2 separate regions of the Rattus norvegicus genome follow, and region 1 is linked to region 2. The links are chromatin contacts, called in public Hi-C maps. All regions are on one chromosome and are shown on one strand. Each heading gives the region's core, a stretch centred on a gene start, on an enhancer-like site or on the middle of the called end of the contact. The rest is flanking DNA. Distances are from core to core; before and after follow the strand shown.

Region 1 (5,464 bases), core at 901-3,400, 220 kb before region 2:
CAAGGCAGCATGGAACACACCCTAGACCTTGGTGCTCACTGGCCTGCGCCTTGAGTTATGGAGGACTTCTGCTGTATCCCACCCACAGGTGCCTCCCACAGTGGACGACTTAAATACGCCACACACCTAAGGCCTAGAAGCAGATTCCTCAGTGGTCTGTCACCACAGTGACATTTCTCCACATCCATACACTGCACAGAAGTGTGCACTGCACCATGTACAGCAGCACCCCTGGCTTTCATCAACCCAGGCCAGAACCACTTAGCCCTGACCGTCCAAAGGATCTGCAGATGTTGCTGAATGCCACTTAAGGAAAACCTCGGCTGAAAGAGGGGACAATCTCATCAAAACCGTTAGCTGTATGGTTTAGTGAGACAACATAATCAGAAGGCTATGGTCCCCTGGGACAACAGAGCCCACTCTATTAAATCACCATGAGGAGAATGACCTTTGAAAGCTAATCCTCACTAACAAGCTCATGGGCTCCCAAAACCCATCTCAAAAAGATTGCCAAGGGTTTGTCAAGCTCCAGGCCAGAATTAGGGCCCTGCAAACCAGCCAAGTGCAGCTGCAAGCACAGCCTTGGCACAGGGGACCGACACCCAGTGGCAGCAGGAACCAAACCAAAGGAGCTGAGTATTCCTTGGGAACACGCCTGTTCCCGAGCACTCCACGGCAGGCGGTAGCCGAGCACAGCAGTCAGAGGCCCCGGGAAGCAGAGATTGAGGAACAGATACGGGGTACGAGCAGAGGGCTGGCTTCATGCCCACCTGCACTGAAAGAGCAGGGATGCCCTAATCAAAGAGCTAGAAATGGGTTTACATAACGTATTCACTAAAATCCACTTTCTCTGACAGATTCTATTAAACACAAGAGGGAAAGACCACTTGCTTTATCAGACTGTCACTGCACACTGTGTCAACTATAACAGCAGCTATAGCAGGAAAAAGCTCAGCCCACAGCAGTGCAGAGACTACCTCCCAAAAGGGCAGGTCAACCTTTGGAAGGGCCGGACCCCAGGAGCATATGCACTGTACCACTGTAAGACTTCTGGGAAGAGTGAAGCTAGGCTCTGATCTGCTATGGAGCAATGGCAATGCCAAACACCTCCTGTGCCTGGCACTGCCACAGCAATGAGCAGACAGCAAGGCACAGAGGACCAACTGGCCACCCCAGGAGGGCCAGCAGAACTGCATGGGAGTGAATGGTGAGAGATCTAGCTTGGTGAAGTACATGGACTAAATGGGACAGTCAGGACAGCACAGTGGCACCTCCATTGGTGCACCCGGGACAGGCAAAAGGGACACACGTAACAGTGGCTTTGACATGCAGCAAAGGCGTGCCATCATGCCTCTAAAGAGTGTTGACCCCAGAGACGCCCACAAATGCCTGAGATGGCTGTTGAAGCCCGTACATCCCACCACATCACACTTCTCAAACTTCTCCCAGGTGTGTCTGTGGACAGTGGGTAGGCAGAGGATGACGTGGGGCTCTAGGTAGCCTCTCCCAGGTTTGGCCATTGCATTAAACTCACAGAAATACCATCATGATTGCTACCAACTGATCTCTGTAACACCTGGTAAACACGCTGTGGTGGTGTTTCTCTCAACACCCAGTATGATGATGTCAGAAGCAGTTATAATGGGGTGGGGGATGCTGGTGTGTTCTGCCTCCTGTGCCTCTGGGGACTCGGCCTGCTTCCTCACCCAGAAATAAGCTCGAACAGCAGCTGATTCACATGCCACAAGCGGTAAGGCAGCCCGTTTTCTTCATTCCCTCTCTTCCTTCTTTCCTCAGCTCCCACGTTTCTGAGAAAGCAGGGTTCCTTGGGATTGCCAAGTCAAGGACTCTTGCTCTCAGCACATGCGATTTTCCTACATCATCCCCTTTGTTATGATTCATCCACCAATGAACAGACTGTCCTCCCCCGTCTCTGACGTATCTACAAGCAGAATTGCCTCCTGACACAGAAAGCATTCCTCCGCCATCTGTCTCCTCAAGCATCACCTATCACCTAACAGCTTCCTGCAACCCCACCTTCCTTTTATCTGCTGTAAGATTCACTACAGTATGAAGAATTTAGCCTATTCAAGAACATCCACAGAAATCTGAAATCTTAATAACTTCAGCCCTAGTCTGGCCCCAAGTCTCTCCCTTTCCACTTGCTCATAAAGTTTGGATTTTCAACAACATACAAATGCACAGATACGGACCCATGTAGCACAGGTTAGCCCTTGCAAAACTGTGCCCAACTGTACCCACCACAAAGATGATAAACATGCCAAGAGCTCACATCTTTGTTAATAAGTAAGGTTCTGGGGTGGACCTAGCACCTGTGTGGAAATGTCTCACATCAGAGCTGATTCCAGAGGGAATACTGTAGGAACTCGCAGTCTCTTAAAGAACTGCAAAGAAGGCTCAAAGAATGGTGGACACAATCAAGGAGAGACCTGTGGTATAGTGTGAAGGGGAGCGGGGGAGAAAGGGGAGAGGAGGACAAGGATGATGACACAATGGACACAGCACAATATGACGTGATGACAGGCCTTATCAGATACTAAATTCATCTTGATACTGGGGGCCCATGATGGAATAAAATTTGTAATAGAAAAATCCTATTATTAGACCATAACACAAACACTAAACAAAGTGTGAGCCACTACTAACCAACTGTAAGGGAAATGAAAAGCCGATGAGTCCACCTAACAGCTTGAAGAGAAGCCAGTGGTGTCCCTACTGGGGTGCAGAAGAGGACCAAGTTAAGGACATGCAACTTGTACAAGGCTTCAAAGTGTCTCTGGGGTATCTACTGATGACCAAAAAGAGTCTGAAGCAGCAAGTGGCCAAGCCATGAGGTAGCACCACTAGGCACAGTGAGCACCATCAGCCCAAACAACCTTTGGGCATCAGTTCTTGCCTGCCGAGTCAGACCCAAGGATCCAACTCAGGCTCTCACAGGCGGGCACAGCGCACTCACCACTGATTGGCTTGCCCACCCCTGCAAGGTACTTTTTAAATTTTCCTTTTACAATATAATTTTAACCAACAAGTATGCGTGTGCTCGTGGGGCGGAGTGCAGCATGTATGTGGTGTGTAGTTGTTAGTCTCTAAACTGTCTCGTGTGTCACCATAGAAAATGCCTCTCCTTATGTCAGGAACATTGAAGCCCTCTCTGCTAGTTATGCGACAGGCTCCAGCTCCTCCCATCCCCCACCCCAGGCCATGCTCTAGCGATCACACTTCTTTCTACTTCTTCCAGGTCAATCTTTTAGCTCCGACACATAAGTGAAAGCATGGGGCCCTGGTCCCTCTGTGTTGACTTGATATCAGACTGCACTCTGCCATACCGTGGCCTAGGATAGGGCTTCTGTCTCTGGGCAGTCCCCTCCTCCCTGAACTTTCAGGGAATTTACTCAGCTCATGTCACACGTGAGTGACCTTCACCTACCTCAGATAAGGACCAACTCACTGCCCAATTCCCAGCAGGTCCTGAGCACCACTTGTATTTCCCAAGGCTGTGTAATGCCTTGAAAGGGACGGCAGAATTATGGAAACTTCTTTACATCTTTCAAATGAGCACCATGCTGTCAGAGCTGGGCTCTACAGCAGCCAGAATGATGCTCCCCAGATACAAGGTAGCAGAGGCTTCTCCCCTAAACGTGACAAAAAAGCACACAGCATTCAGTCTGCTCACTGTGTGAGCCTTCAGCTGAGGGCTCAAACCAGCCTCGCCCCAACTGAGCCTTGCTTATCTGTCCCTGACTGAGCTTGAGTCACATCTTCACTGTAATTAGTGAGGTGGGGCACCCTTCACTGTAACTCTGGGACTTGAGAGAAAAGCAGGGATGGTGGATTTGAGACAAGCCTGTGTAATGCAAGACTCTGTCCATGACAAAGTAATTTTCTAAAAGGGGGACAATGAGAACTGTGGTTCCGGAGACAGCTTGCTCAGGAACACACACACACACACACACACACACACACACACACACACACACACACACACGGGGGAGGGAGGGAGGGAGGGAGGGAGGGAGGGAGGGAGGGAGGGAGGGAGGAGAGCAAGTTCACAGGTTTACCATGTTCAAACTAATAGAGTTTGGATCTAGACTGTTCCCTCGCCAGAGGCCTACATGCTAAACGCCTGCTCCTTGGTCTTTGGTCAGTGGGAGAGTGGTCCTGACCTCTTTCCCTCACTCCTGGGCATGAGGTCATGGGTCTCTTCTATCAGTGGTCCTGCTATGCTGGACTGTTCTGCCCCAAACAAGCAAGCAGATCGTCTGAGGCACCTGCCACAGAGACAAAGCTAGGACAGTAACTCCTGAGGGTCAGGTTACCTTTTCCTATGCACTGTGCCATGTAAGTATATGCTCTACATGAAACACAGCTGGGGTACGTAGCTGCCATGGCTCTCATAGAACCGAAGAATTAGAATGTGTTTCTAACCACATACCCAGAAATTCCAAGAACAATAAATGTTATAATGAACCCATGTGAAATCAGTCTGTACAATTAAATATTTAAAGCACCTCATTACAGTATTGTTCCTATACACTGGCTAATACATACCCAAGTACTTGGTACCTGAGGCTCAGCTCAGGGCCCTCAGAAAGAATGGAGAAAGCAAGCATCTAAGACATATACAGTGACATATACAAGCTATCTAAGACATATACAAGCTATCTAAGACATATACAGTGATATATACAAGCTATCTAAGACATATACAAGCATCTAAGACATATACAGTGATATATACAAGCTATCTAAGACATATACAAGCTATCTAAGACATATACAGTGATATATACAAGCTATCTAAGACATATACAAGTATCTAAGACATATACAGTGACATATACAAGCTATCTAAGACATATACAAGCTATCTAAGACATATACAAGCTATCTAAGACATATACAGTGATATATACAAGCTATCTAAGACATATACAGTGATACAATCAGGTGTGACGAACACAGACCACAGCACCTGCAAAGGCTGCACACGACCAGAACACCCAGCAGGAAGGACCAGCAGTGAGGGGAGGGAGGGCCCAGGGAGATGAGGTTGCCGGCTAAACCTGTGTATGTGAACGCGAAGCCCAAATGAGTAGGAAAGGACACAGCTTCAGACCAGAGTGCGGGAAGAAGTGGGGAAACTGAGGTCTGCTGGGGGAACAAGGAAAGGCCATGGGGTAGCTTAGTCACAGTGTCTCCCCAGTCCCTAGATCCCTTCTCATGCAATCAGAACAATGCTGCAGCAACTGTTTTTCAAATGCTGAGTTTGTGGCTCTTGAAACATTTTTTTAAAAAGTTTAAAATGTGGGTGAAAGTTAACTATACCTTTCAGCACCAAGGAATTTCTTTATAAAGAAAAGAAAAAGCCTGAAGTTTCCAGGCTTTCTCTAAAGAAACAGAATTTTTCCTGATGGCCTTCAACTACTATAAGCAAATGCAAGAT
Region 2 (6,100 bases), core at 1,098-3,597:
ATTAACACTTTGAAAAAAAAAAACCAAAACAAACTAAAATTCAAAAAACAAAAGGCGCTGCCAGCAAAAGGGAGGCTGAGTAACAGCCGGGCTGAGTCATGGCAGCAGGAGGCATTTGGTAAGAGCTGGAGAGTACGTGGCCAGCTAGGAGCAGCCACCTTAGGTGTAGAGGGAAGGGGAAGAAGGGGAAGAAGGGGAGACCCACATCCTGCCCTCCCTGGACTTCTGAGGCACCAGTCAGCATCTCTGTAGAATGCAGTCTTCATAGGTCCACACGCTAGGGATGGCATGGGGCAGACCAGCTTCCCCCGCCCCCGCCTTGCAAAGGGAAGCTCTGACTCAGGTGCCACCCAGACCTCCTGAGCCTTGCCTCAGCCCTGTCTTAGGAGGCAACAGCCATAAACCATCACAAGGTGGTTGGAGGAACAAAGAGAGCCGCATCAGACTTATGAGTTCTGACTACAGACCTTAGAACCTGGGGTACCTGATGGACCTGCAAGACTTCTTGCTGGCTGGGGCCCTGCTCTTTCCTTGATGACTTTCACACAGTTCCTCCTAATGTCCCTGGAGGACCAGGATGTGGTTCTGTTTTTTCCAGCATGGATTCTGTTTATCTCTTCCTTGAGAACTGGGGTTCCTGGCTCTTCCTCTGTAAGTCCTGAGTGCAGAAGGCTTTGCTTTGGGGATAGTCGGGATAGGAGTGGATCTCTGACCTCAGCTAGTATCCTGGCCAGAAGACTGGGCAGACCCTCGCCCCTGAGGTTCCAGCTGCTACCAGTGTGGGTAGGGACTGTTGGTAAAGAGCCTTGCCTGGCACCGTGACCTCAACTAACACAGCACAAAGACCAGCCTCAGAAAGCCTTGGGTGAGCCTGGTAGGGTATGCTAACGTGTCTTCACTGTACCGCCCCCTAACAGACAAGTGTCTGTGTGCTGGTGACACCCTCATCCTACTGAAGCTTCAAGTTTGGGAGTTGGCAGATGTCTGGAGATGGTTTTCTGTCAGGCTTCGGGAACCTGGAAGAAAAGAGTTGCCCAAGACCACCCCGCCAGGTTTGATGGGACAGGTCAACCCTGCTCTGTGAGATACCCCACCTCTCTTCCGAAGATGGGCAAGGACTTCACAAACCCATTGGCTTTGCCCCTCTCAGAGTCCACGTGGTCCCAGCCTCTCCTTTGGATGTGGTCTGCTCCTAGCTTGCTCTAGCGGGTGCCTGCCTCTCCCGCCCCCAAGCTCCCTGCGGGAAGGGGTTCCTATGGCACCCCTTCCCCCGCACACACTTAGCTCAGTGGCAGCCATCTGCCCGGAGATGGTGGCAGCAGATGCCTCAATGCACAGCGGTGCCTGAAACATAGTCGGCCCAGTGCCCAGTCAACCTGAGCCTGTCCCATCAGGGCAGGGGCTGTGGCTGCCCCAACACTGCTGGGTCAGGGAAGCTCTTCCACAGTGAGCTCCCTGGCAGGTCAGGACACTCAGACAGCTGGAGGCGGGAGTGTCTGGAGGGTTTCAATCCCCTCCCAGTTGGGGAAGGGGGTTGACAGGCAGCACTCTGAAGCTCTTCAACTCCCAGAGGCAGGCCCACCCACGACTTGGAGGTATCTCCCCGAGGTAGGCCCACAGTGTGGTGTTATCTCTCCCGATCTCCAGTCTTTTCCCTCTCCCCAGTGGGGACAGGTGACAGTGCAAGGTTGGGAGACTGTTCTAAACCTCCAGGGCCACAGCTCCTGGACACACTGGCATTTCCAGGGCACACGTATCAAGTTGGTTTCCAGGCCCAGACTGGGAAAAGAGCCCTTAGGCTCATCCCTGCCAAGGATTCCTGAAAGCCAAACCCACTTCTTCAGCCTCAGGAGCAGGGTAATGGAAGGTGGGCCAGGTGTGAGACAGGACCTTCGTGGGCCATGGCATCTCCAGAGTATGGTGGTCCACACCTGTAATTGGGAGCTGGGGCAGGAGTTCCCAGCCATGGGCTACAGGGGGAGACCCTATCCCAGTACACAACGAAAAGATGACAAGACACTGGTTGAGCCTGAAGCCCTCTGGATTGGTGCTAGAATTGTGATGACCACAAAAAGAACATTCCCAAAGATCTGCAGATCTCTGGCATGCTCCCGTGGACTGTAGCCTGCCTGGGGGTGGGGGTGGAGGGGTGCAGTGGACAGACAGCCTGACTCCTCAGGACCCCACAGTAGAGACACTGGGAGGCTCTGAAGGCCCAGTCCTTGCAGCCTCTCCACTGGGCTCACCCTGTGTCCTCCTCTCAGCGTCCCTGCAGGGCGAGTGTGCAGACACAGGCGTACAGGCAGGCAGGCAGGCGCACTCACGCCTCCAGGCCGCCTCTGCTCCCCTCGCATCTTGCATTTGTTTTGCTTCAGCAGGGCTCGAATGGGGACACGCTGCACTCTCTCAACTAGCAGCTCCCTCCAGCCCCCCACGGAGGTGCCATATGTCAGTGTCGTGAATAGGCATGAGGCTTGGGGGCTGGGAAGTGACAGCTGCCAATCACTGGTTGCTGAGTGGACGGGACAAAGTGGCTGGCCAGCAGGGACAAAGCCACAGGGTGTGGTGTGTCAGGGGCTGGGCAGTGTTCTGAGTGGGCACCCCCCCCAGAACGCAGAGGGCCTTTCTAAAAGCAAAGTCAAATCTCCAAAGGTCCAGAGACACCAGAGTCCTCCATCTTTGTGGCTTATAACGCCAGCTGAAGGGCTAGTGCACTTCATCTGGGAGGACTATCTCCTCCTCCCAGGACTCCTGCCCTGGCCTTCAGGAGTCAGGGTCAAGCCTGCACCTCCAAAGCGAGGGAGGGAATCAAATTTAGCTAGAGCTTCAGTGGGTTTCATTCCTCCCAATATCACGGCTGGGGAAAAACAGCCCCAGAAAGATTCAGAGACCACCCCAGAGCCTTGCAGGTTGCCAGAAGCAGAGCTAGGATTCTGCTGGTAGCTGCCAGTGTGTTACCAATGGTCCCATGTGACGAGTGTGCTGCAGCCTGTCCTTAGGCAGTATCCGGGCTGCTCTCTGCTTCTCTGTCCCAAGCACTGTTTCTGGGGTCCGTCCACCCCTTTATCTCACAGCCCTATCGCTTGTTCCCTTTACCTTGAGGATGTTGTCACCCCTTGGCTTCCTGCAGTCATGCAACAGACACTGGTGGTGCAGTTATCCCTCCCCAGCAATGGTCTGACCCAACCATTGGTCCCCTCAGCCGAGACCTTTTCAGGCAGATGACCAGTGACCATGTTATGAATGAGAGGACAGAGCCTGTGTCCGTCTGGGGTGGTAGGAAGGCTCTGCCCACTCTGGGCCCCTGCAGGCTCTGTCACCTCATTTCCAGCCCTGCTGGAGGCTGGGCATGGATTGGATTGACTGCTCCAGGTTAATTGGCTCTCTCTCCCCTGCCAGCATGACGGATCCTGCCTGACATTTCCCCAGATAGTTAATTGATAGCCAAGTAATTTGTCATGGAGACCTCGTTATATGCCAAGTGGGTCCCCTAAGCTGTTAGCGGCTGTGCCCCAGAAATAAGATTGGCAAGTTAATAATGGAGCCTTAATCATACTGTTCCTTGTCAGTGGAGGATGAGGATGTCTGGGAGGTAGAATGGCGTTTTCCTAAGGCCTCAGAGACCAAGCTGCATGAGGTACCAAGGCTCAGTCTCTTCACATCAGGTACTGGCCTTTGTGTCCTCACACAGGTACCCACTTTCTGAAACAGTCTTGTCTTCTAGTGACAAGTCCTCCTTCCCCAAAATGAGCTAAGGCTCATGTTCCTGGTTCTGGCTGGGTTTTGATCTATCTCGTGCTACAGGACCCATGTTGTGGCTTTGGCTGAAACACCAACCCTGAAGTACTTGGGGCTTCTTTTTTTTTTTTGGTTCTTTTTTTTTCCGGAGCTGGGGACCGAACCCAGGGCCTTGCGCTTCCTAGGCAAGCGCTCTACCACTGAGCTAAATCCCCAACCCCGTACTTGGGGCTTCTGCTGCAGCCACCTGGATAGAGGGTCTGGACTGCCTGGGGTCACCAAACGGGGGAAGAAGTGTATGTGGGCTGCATGCCCTGGCATGGGAGAAGCCTCATGGTGGAGTTAGAACCATGCCTGGACCACAGTGTCAGTCCAGAGGCTCAGCTCAGCCCCCATGAGCCCTCGGGGCCCACTTCTGCTTTGCTTAGCTTCCATCGGAGGTCATCTGGAGTATGACTGTAACCAGGCCGGCCCTGCATGACCGCAGTCTGCTGCTCCTCCTAGCTCCCTTTGGAGGAGAGAGAGTCAGAGGGAACAAGGATTGCCTAGGGCATGAATGCTTTAATGCAGTCCCTCAAGTTACGGGGACTCCCGACCATAACGTTATTCTTGTTCCTGTTTCGTAACTGTAAATGTCTCAACTGTTATGAATCACAACGTAAATATACGATATTCAGAACATCTGATATGCCACGCCTGCAAAATGGTCACGTGACCCCCCCCCCCACAGGTTGCAAACCACTAAGCTAGAGGGAGGGGAGACCATAAGCAAGGCGTTGTTCTGACTGCTCCTGAGCCAGGGCCCTAGGGCGTGAGAGCCAAGGGAGGCAACAGAGCTTCAGACTGAACCTCTGCCCTATCACTGGGGCCCTAGCCCTGGCTTCAGCCCGCGGGACAGCCCTTTGGAGCTGGACCATCTCCTCCATAGGACCTTGGAGACCCAGGTGTGGACGGCTTTCTGCCCATTCTCTGGCACTGTGGGAAGGTGTTGGACCTTTATGAGGTGAGGCTTGGGTGAGGCGTCAGAGAATTGATCCCGAAGGGGAACACAGGTCCCTGCTCCCTCACTCCCTTGCTTTCTGGCTGTCGTGAGACCAATCCTGGCTCCTGACTAAGGCATGTTGCCTCCTCAAAGGCTCCAAAGTTACTGGTACCCATGGCCACGAGCCAAAACAAACCTTTCTTTTCTTTAAGACCATTCTCTCCAGTGTTTTGTTATAGTTGTGAAAGCTGATCAACTAAGGTGGCCTTGCTCTACATAACTGTCAGGGGAAGCTAGCTAACACTACAGGGCACCGCAAACACCTGGAATGATGTCTCTGTACCTTACCAGCAGCGCTCCCACCACTACAGGAGCTGTTTTTGTGTGTGTGGGTGAGGGATAGGGGGTCAAATCCATGCTAGGCAAACGCTTTACCTCTGAGCCATGCCCTAGCCTGCTGGTACAGGAACTCTCATAGTAGTTTATTTTAATTATTATTGTTTTATTTTTATTTTAAAGAGCCTCATTTTAGATTCTCCTGCTGTAACACCGCCAGGAACACTGGTTTCTGAGGCAAAAAGGATGGGCCCACAGCTAGAAGGGTCTTGTGCAGCAATAAAACAGAAACTGTGGTGAGATGGAGAATTGTATGGGGTGCTGACCCAAACCCCTAGGTCGTGATGAAAAATCCCCACGTGTAGTAGGGCTACCTCTGGTGACCTGTGGTGGTGCATCAGCAAAAGGCAGCGGGGGTGGGATGGTCTGGGAGGAAGAATGCATGTGTGTCACTTATGTCTTTTGGCAAACAAATTACCTTGGACCAGAGACTCGCTATGGCTTGTGGTTTCTGAGGGACGGAAGACTGGGAGCAGAATGGTTAGGGGCTCTCCCTCAGGGTGTCAAGGAGTTACAATGATGACAGCCAGTGCTGCTGTCAGCCAAAGTCTGGAAAGGAAGAGCAGACATTTCCAAGATGGCATCCTCAGAGCAGCTTGTAACATGGCAGAGGGAGAGACAGGGAGAGAGGGGAGGAAGAAGGGAGGGAAAGGAAGGGAGGGAAAAACAGAGGGAGAGCCAGTCACACATGTTCTAGAGGCTGACACCGGGAATAGTCCCTGCTTGCCTTTGTCATCCTTCATCAGTCACACAAGTGACCCTAGTGTCAGGCAACTAGACAAATTTATGGGGGGTGGGGTGCTAGGCTTTCTCGGAGAGCAGAGAGCGGCTACCAGGGGTGCCAAGGAGTGAAGCTCACACATGGCCTTCTGATGCTAATGCTCCTGGAGTAGATGCATGTGGTTGGGCTCCATTGGGGGTGGGGTGTGGAGAATTAAGTCACAGGTGCACAGAAGGTGAGCCGGCCCCTCCCTAGACAAGGCG

The links. Hi-C and Micro-C count contacts between places; a contact is called where the count stands out from the background.
Region 1: a contact with region 2 is called in a Hi-C map of frontal cortex, with 1.6 times the contacts expected there. The contact joins two enhancer-like sites.

Annotation. Positions count from the first base shown.
Region 1 is chr10:105,502,882-105,508,345 of GRCr8, reverse strand. All of the region lies in intron 4 of Rptor (regulatory associated protein of MTOR, complex 1), which reads right to left. Among named protein-coding and RNA genes, the nearest start is that of Rptor, 130 kb to the right of the region's middle. Within about 2 kb of position 2,150, at least 24 of the 93 cell types and tissues checked have an H3K27ac peak or open chromatin away from gene starts, as enhancers often do.
Region 2 is chr10:105,279,583-105,285,682 of GRCr8, reverse strand. No RefSeq gene overlaps it. Among named protein-coding and RNA genes, the nearest start is that of Endov, 24 kb to the right of the region's middle. Within about 2 kb of position 2,347, at least 16 of the 93 cell types and tissues checked have an H3K27ac peak or open chromatin away from gene starts, as enhancers often do.